2 separate regions of the Gossypium hirsutum genome follow, and region 2 is linked to region 1. The links are chromatin contacts, called in public Hi-C maps. All regions are on one chromosome and are shown on one strand. The core of a region is the stretch at or near the end of the contact, and the rest is flanking DNA. Distances in the headings are between cores, read along the strand shown. Region 1 holds the start of LOC107961947. Region 2 holds the start of LOC107961940 (mavicyanin).

What was found. Hi-C and Micro-C count contacts between places; a contact is called where the count stands out from the background.
Region 2: a contact with region 1 is called in a Hi-C map of leaf, with 2.2 times the contacts expected there. The contact joins the promoter of LOC107961940 here to the promoter of LOC107961947 in region 1. A contact is called at or near these places in 3 of 34 Hi-C or Micro-C datasets (all in leaf).

What each region holds. Positions count from the first base shown.
Region 1 is chrA06:118,122,005-118,126,182 of Gossypium_hirsutum_v2.1, reverse strand. It overlaps LOC107961947, which reads left to right and starts at 2,163. Exons shown (of 4, transcript XM_016898133.2): 1 at 2,163-3,215. The coding sequence starts at 2,463.
Region 2 is chrA06:118,277,753-118,281,930 of Gossypium_hirsutum_v2.1, reverse strand. It overlaps LOC107961940 (mavicyanin), which reads right to left and starts at 1,791. Exons shown (of 2, transcript XM_016898124.2): 1 at 1,403-1,791; 2 at 657-1,150. The coding sequence starts at 1,577. The coding sequence ends at 786. It overlaps LOC107963099 (transcription initiation factor IIF subunit alpha), which reads left to right. Exons shown (of 10, transcript XR_005928845.1): 9 at 1-117; 10 at 250-388.

The sequences.
Region 1 (4,178 bases), core at 914-3,413:
AAAGTGATAAAAGTTAGAAGTGATCTATACTAGAAGTGACTTTATACCAAAATTAAGAACTTCAAATTCGAATGACCAAAGACCAAAGACCAAAATGACTAAAATTTAAAGTTAAAATGATATGAACTGAACATTAAATAACTCGAACTTGGTGTTAACCCAAATCAAAATTATCCAAAATTTTTAGAACTTATATTGATCCAATTAAAATGGATCCAATTCAAAATCAACTAAATCGTTGAACTAATGGTTGTAATTTTAAAATTATAATAGCTTATGACTTTAATGTTACATTTGGTATGAGTATTAATTGTTTCTACATGTTTCAATACATGAGTTAGCAATAAATTAATTTTAATTAGTAATTTTTATAGCCATTCATATGACTTGTTTGTGGTTAAAAGAATTATTATTTTTATTTTAAAGAGGTTTTTTTTACAATAATTTTAGTCATGTTTCTAATTTCAAGTTTAATTATTTTTTATGTTATTTCTAACCATTTTAACATATATGTATTAAATCATTTTTGAAAGTTGTTTTCAGTGAAACAAATATAGTATAAATTAAATTTGTTATAAAATATTGGGTAAATTGAACCCAAGATCACCAAACTATTATTAAGTTCATGTTTTGGTCACTCAATTTTAAAAAGTTACAAAATGGTCATTAAATTATTTGAAAGTTTTCATTTAAATCATTGAATTATTAAAATTGCTGTAGCATGGCCTTTTCTGTTTGCATCGCCTACACCGATCAAAAGCTCTTCTTTCCCTTCTCTTCTATGGTTCAATTTTTTATTATCATAAAACAACTTTAAACGTCACAAATCTACGAACCAAAATTCAAATAGTTTTCTTCTTTGATCTTTGACATTGATCGCCAGATTGACTTGGATCTAAGGTGTGTTCTGCTACTTGCTGATGGATATTGATCCACTGTATTGGTCATCAAATTGTTACCTATAGCTCACTAGTCAACCTTTAAAGAAAAAAACTTGGCAGTCCAATGACTCAAATTAAAATTTTCAAATAGTTTAATGACCATTTTGTAACTTTTTTAAATTGAATGACCAAAACGTAAACTTACTAATAGTCTAATAACCTTATATTATAGAAACATTTACCTTTTACAATAAAAAAAATATTTTATAATAACCAATATCTTATTTAATAAAACATATATATTAGAAAAATATTAAATCCAAAAACTATAAAAAATAATTAAATATTTTAAAAATTATAAAAGAATGAGTATATAAATTCTATAGAAAATCACAAATATAAAAAAAATAGTTAAAATTTTAGAAAAAATTAGTTAAATTTTTTGAAAATTTCATAAAGTAAAAAATAAAATGTACATGAATAGTTTATTAACCTCTCTAATGAGTTGGTTTTTGGTTGACTAATGACACTAATTTAGCTAAGGATTTAAATAGCATGATAAACTACACTCAAAGTCACTAAGTAATTGGTAACTTTACATTTTAGTCACTTAACTTCAACGAGTTACAAAATTTTCGAAGATTTTCATTCCGTCATTAGACTGTTAAAATTGTTGTTGTATGACCTTTTTTATTCACATCGCTTGCACAGATTGAAAGATCTTATTCCCCTTATTTTTTACAGTTAGATTTTTTCATAAAAAAGATTCGATGTCATAAATCTGCGAACCAAAATCCAAAATCTTATATGATATTTGATATTGACTGCCAGATTGACTTGAATCTAAGATATGTTCTTTTACTTGTCAATAAAAACTGATCCATCACATCGATTGTTTAATTTTCGCTTGAAACTTACTAATCAAACTGTTTTTAAAAAAAAAAGTAAAACTTAATAGTCGAATGAATTAAATAATTTTTTTTAAATAATTCAATAATAATATTATAACTTTTTAAAATTAAATAACCAAAATGTAAATTTTTTAATAGTTTAATAACCACAAATTACCTTAAATAATAATATAGAAAATATAAAAAATAGAAGTAAAATAAATATATTGAAAGGTTAATGGAGTGAATTACGATGTGCGAGCAGGACGGTGGTAGCGTGGCGGAAGCTGATAGGACAGTAACCCATCGAACCTTATTTTTGTTAAGGGATAAGGATTGAAGAGTAAAATGAGGAATAAAAGAAAAAGGCATGGGGCCTGTGGGCCGTGGCCCATCAATCCTCACTTCCTATTCCCAAAACCTCAAACAAACAACAGCGCACCGCCATCATAAAGGCAACAGAGGATACAGATGTCATTAATCATTTTGTCGAACACATTTCGGTCATTCCACTCAACTCCACTCCACTCCACTCCTCTCCATACTCTTAACTCCCACCATTCCCCTCCACGGTCCACACTCTCCACTCGCTGTCTCTGCAACTTTCACCCAAAAACTTCAAACTCTCCATATTTTTCCTTTTAAATGAATTTCGTAGCTAAAATAAGAATTTTATAAAAGGAAAGGTGAAATGGGTTCTCGGGTTCAGTCTCACAAGCTAAGCAATGGGCTGTTGGTGTCGGGAAGGCCGGAGCAGCTGAAAGAAAGGCAACCGACAATGCCGTCTCGAGCGGTTCCGTACACAGGCGGTGACGTTAAGAAATCCGGCGAGCTTGGTAAAATGTTTGATATCCCAGTGTTTGATCGTTCCTCGTCCAGCGGTCCTCCTTCACATCCCAACTCAAACCCCAACTCCAAGCAGCATTCACAAGTTCTGCAACCTTCACGTGCTTCTTCTTCTTCTCAGCCGAACAGTGGATCCGTGCGATCTGGGTCTAACTCAGGCCCGATTAGGAAATCCTCCGGGTCCATGCCGCTTCAGCCTACTGGGCTCATCACTTCGGGTCCCCTCAGCTCCGGTCTCAGGAGGTCGGGGCAGCTCGGCCAGGTCGAGAAAATGAGTGCTGTTTCGGGGAAAGCAGGGTACGGGTCGGCGGTGACGAGTCTCGGGGAAGGGGTGAGGTTTGGTTTTAGGGTGTCCAAGGCTGTGGTTTGGGTGGTGATGATAGTTGTGGCGATGGGGTTGTTGGTGGGGGCGTTTCTGATGGTAGCCGTGAAAAAGGCGGTGGTTCTTGGGGTGGTGGGTGCGGTGGTCGTACCCATGGGTTTGGTATTACTCTGGAATTGTATATGGCGAAGAAAAGGCTTGTTGGGGCACATGAGAAGGTACCCAGATGCTGAGCTTAGAGGTGCTGTTGATGGCCAATATGTGAAAGTTACTGGGGTAAAATTTTCCCTCCAATTTTATTTTAGTTTACTTTTCTACGTCTATTTGTCGAAACCGGAGACTGCTCTAGAAATATTCCACGTTAATGGATGCGCGTTGATTTTATTGTATTAGTTTCCATTTTTGTAAATGTCTAATATGGTATCTCTTATTTGTCCTTATTATCCCCGATGAGTTAACGGTTTGATGTCTGGATTTAGCTGGCTATTGTTTGCGTTATTTTTGCTTGCAATTGGTGATTATAGATTGCTTTTGAGGGATCTTTTATGAGGGTGGGATTTTAGGTTAGAATACTAAATGTGGGTGTTTAACACTGTCTCATTGTTCTGCAAATGAAAGCTCTTGTTCCTATAACTGGGAAGGAATCTCTAGAAGGTGCTGAATACATGTTCTTCGCTTGAAACAATTTGAATTTTTGTAGGATAAATGATTGTTGTGTTTGTTGTTTTATTATATTATATCTGTGATTGTAGGATATCATGGTAATGCATCATGAGCGAACCTGTTAGGAGTTCCCTGATTTTGGAGATCTTGTATGGATGAATATGCATAAGACTATTACTCCATTTTAATAGGGTTAATGTTGATCCTAGTATAGCTCGTTGATGTAGCGTTAGTAATGATGTTGCTTGGACCTGGGTGTGAGTATCGGATATGTGTATGTACCTGACACGGGTACATCCTTGTGTTGGACTTGGGTGTTTCAAGATAAACAAGGAGTCTGAGCAACATAGATTGATAATTACAATCCCTAGACATTTATTTTATACGACATATAAGCTATGAGTGGTTTAAGTCAGCTGAAGATAGATAGGGTAGCTATGGTCTTGGTTTTCTTGATCTTTAATTAGGAGTTACATTTTGTGCAAATGACCATGCCCTCACGAGGAGACATGCTGGTCTTTTTATTTGATTTTAAGGATGAACGTGAAGTGGATGGCATACAAGTTTACTAGCAGA
Region 2 (4,178 bases), core at 542-3,041, 160 kb before region 1:
AACTTGCATTTTCTAGAAATGGATTTTGCAAGTGGCGAGTTAGAAACAAGAGGTGATAAGGAAATCTGGTCTATCATCCTTGTAAGCAGGCATCTTTCTATGTGAATTTTAAGACAGGTACCTGGACATTGTATACCTACATGGATTTTTCTAGAATTTAGAGTTTGACATTTTGTCATGCTGAATGGGGAGTTTCCTTATTATATTAGCAGAATGGCTAAAAAAATCTCACTCAGTTATAATTTTCAGGTTTAGCCGTTTAGGTGCTGGCATTCCCATGTTGCCTTATCATTCTGTTGGAAACTACAAAGTATCCTGTTATTTCAACATTTCGTCTGAAAACTTGAGCCATTGGCACTATAAAACACATTGCATCATCTAATATATATATATATGCGTATGGGCGTGTGTGTTGGGAGGGATTCATTTACATTGCGCACTTTTTTTAACTTTTTGTAGGGTTATGATTCATGCACATTGAATTTAGTAAAATAAAATCACTTTAAATATATATAAAATATTTGTAAAGGTAGTATTCTCTAGATTGATATCGGATTGATTTAATATGTACTAAATTGTGATTCTTATTTTAAAATTTTTATATAATCTATACTATCGTTTGTTAAAATATAGTATTTTAAAAAAAATTCAATTAATTGATTAAATGGTTGAATTATTAAATTATTTTACCTTGCCTTGTCCAGTTTTGCAAAACTACATTAGATTTATTATAGGATATAGAGCATAGGGCAAACATAAGCTAAAAAGGATGAGTAATAAGCCAACTAAATAGCCATAGAAGTGCAAAGCAAGAGCCCAAGTGATAAAATTGGGAAGTTCCCATAAAGCTGGACTGATGGGGAAGGGGTTGTGGGCGCGGCGGCTATGCTCCAATCAGAGTTGTCTGACTCTGACAATGTCTGTGGGAATTCTGGGCTCTGCAAAGGCATTAACTCCACGTGTAGCTTTAGACCCTTTTTGCAGCTCTCAGGCTTGCTGCTCATGAAGTATCGAATCCCTTCCCCATCCAATTCGATGCCATCTAAGCCCACTGTATATATCCTTATGGGGTTTCCTACATCACACGACTCATATTCATCCTTGCTCTTTACCTCTACGATGCTCTCCTGTGCTGCAGAGGAGGGGAAACCTGCACAACATTTAGTAATAACATTATTCACTAAAGCATGTATGGAAAGTAAGAAACAAAAATGATGGATGAAACATGGTGAGGAAAGACAATAAATTATATTTGACACGATTCATTAATGCTTTGGGAATTACTTGCAGGGGGAATTGTCTTCTGTAAGTTGATGTAACATAGGCATTGCACTCTTTTTCTTTTACCAAAACCATTAGTTAAATGAAGCTGGAAACGTTTTGTAATTAAGAGCCGACTTACAGATTTTGTCTCCGACCCTGAAGATCCTGCCGGAAGACCAAGATGCAACGTCAAATGAAGGGTCCCAGCCACGGTCACCTCCGACCACGTGATGCACTTGTGCTCCGACCCATTTCACACCAGTATTGGCTGCCATAAAAACAAGAACCATCACCATCTTCGTCACCATTGTCATAGTTATTGTCACACAACAGGAAAGTATATGTTGCTCTAGTGTTGCTTAACAAACAAGAAGGGATTCTTTTGAAAGAGAAAGATGGGGTGAAGTGTGTGTGTTAAGCAAGAAAGTTATCACAACAGAGACAAAAAGGGTGGCTTACATCCTCCAGGCAGCTTCCTAGAAACAATGGTGGAATGGTTGCTGTGTACCCACCAATTTTGTTAACACTTCCAGAAACAATTTTTTTCTTAATTCTGATTTTTAACTAATTTTTATTCCAAAATTTCAATTTAACCAGACCAATTAGTTAATTTAAACAGTATATTTACGTACATAACTACAATTATAATAATATTCTTTCGATTAAATAATCATAAGATGTCTAAATTTAAATTAGAATAACTATAGAACAAATCGCATGAGGAACACTCTTACTGACTTCATTAAAATACCCTTTGATTGGTTGAAAAATTGGAAAAGACAAGTCATGGGATAACTACCATTAACCACCATTCTTCTCCAATCTGTTTGCCTCTTTTTTTTTCTTTTTTCTTTAATATAAACAAAAAGAATTCGGTAAAAAAAAAGTCTCGAGCGATTACATTAAAAACACTTAATTAACTCATCTAAGATTAATTCTATACATCAATAACAAATCGTGCATTGAAATTAGTGGTTCTTAAAAGGAGATCAATCCCATGCCACCATTAAACGCAGTTTTTGCCATTTGATTTGTGACTTCGTTTTGAGATCTCGGGATATAACGAAAATAGACTTTTCAGTTCTAGTTTAGTAACCATTTGCTCTTTCAAATATATATTTCTATTTGATTGCATATATAATCATATTTGATTTGATTATGTAATTAATGAATGATCTATCATACTTATTATAAGATATTAACAAAATATAATAATTAATACATTCAAAAATATTTTTTTTGACGAATGCTTAAATAACATATACATTTAAATTACAAGTAAGTATCAACTATGATTATAAATCAAAAGGATATGATGAGCAAAAAGGTTAAGAGGCATTATGTGGGGGAAGCAATGATAATACTCTAGAACGACATATTTTATGTGCTAATTGCATGATTATTTTGAGTATGATCCTACTAATTTGGATTATTTTGTGGTCTTTTATCTTTTAGGGACTAAATTGGAGGCAAGAGGAAATTTAAGGGTAAAAAGTGCAAATTTGAAGATATAATAGGCCAACATGCAAAAAAAAAGAGAAGTGCCAAAAATGCAAACATGGAAGACCCAAGGACTAAAATGCAAAAGAAGAGATTTTATAGCACAAGACTCTATTTTAATTTCAATTATATTAGGATAATTATTAAAGATTTTTATTTAGATTTAATTTTAGGATTTATTTTCATTTATCTTTAATTATCTTTATTTATTTGCATTTATCTTTTAGAATTTCATTAGGAATAGACTAGGTTTTCTAGTACTATAAATAGGGGATAGAGTGGCACATATTTGACATCTCTTTTTCCTGTAAACACTCCCTTTCCCAAAAACTCTATCTTTTGGTTTTCTCCATATTTTCTTCAATAAAAATCTCATTTATATTTTATTTATTTCTTTCCTAAAAATCATGAGCCACTAAACCAATCTAGCCGAAGGTTGTCAAAATTCCCCAAAAAGGTTCATGAGGCTTAGAATCCGCGCTTAGCTTTCTCAACAGGGTATTCACCGCTTTTCCGCATTACGGGACTGACGCTTCCTTCCATGTCCCTTAATAGGTGATCTTTTCAACTTGTGTAAGGAACGGCTGCTTTGTATGTTTTGGGAAGGTTGCACAGTCGGTTCGTTGGCTTTCTGCATCAGAGGTTGGCAAATCCAAGAGACAAACGGCATGGTATTCGCCGTTGGGAAAAGGTGATCTAGTAGAAGATAGTCCCACAAAAGCGATTATTCGCTAGAGTCAGGCTCTGCCAATTCTTAAGTCCAAATCATTGGAGCTGGTGGTCGTAGGCGTCCTCTTCCACTATAACTGGCTTATCCTGCTCGAGAAGGGTTACTTAAAAGCCAAGGATTGAACCCAAGGCGGAACGAAACAACCGGAAGCTGGAATCTCGCTATATAAGACACTTTCTCTTTTTCCAAACTCTGTTTATTTTTATTCTTCATTTTAATTTTAGAAATTTATTTAATTTCGTAATTTCGATTCACTTTAAATTCTGTTTTTATTTTTCCAGATCGAAATTCTAATTCTGTTTTTTTTAATTTTTCAGGAATGCAGGTTTTCTTGGCCAAGAAATTGTTTAGGATTTCAAGAAACGAGCATTCGTACAATCCGGTCCCTGAGGATTCAATCCTATTTCCCATTTACTGTTATTTTTACTATTTTATAGGGAATAGAATATTTTTGGTGCTTCCAACAATGCATCAAATTTTGGCGCTGTTGCCGGGGACCGGTAACGTACTAATATTACTTTTTGTTTCTTATGACTAGATCTGTTCTAGGAACTTTTACGTTTGATTCAGAGATTGAAAAGACTGTGAGAGCTAATCGCAAGGAAAAAAAGCTAAAGAAAAGTAGTCAGTGGTGGTTGGGACTGAAAGTAATCCATCGCCAAAAATCAGAATCAACGACGAAGAA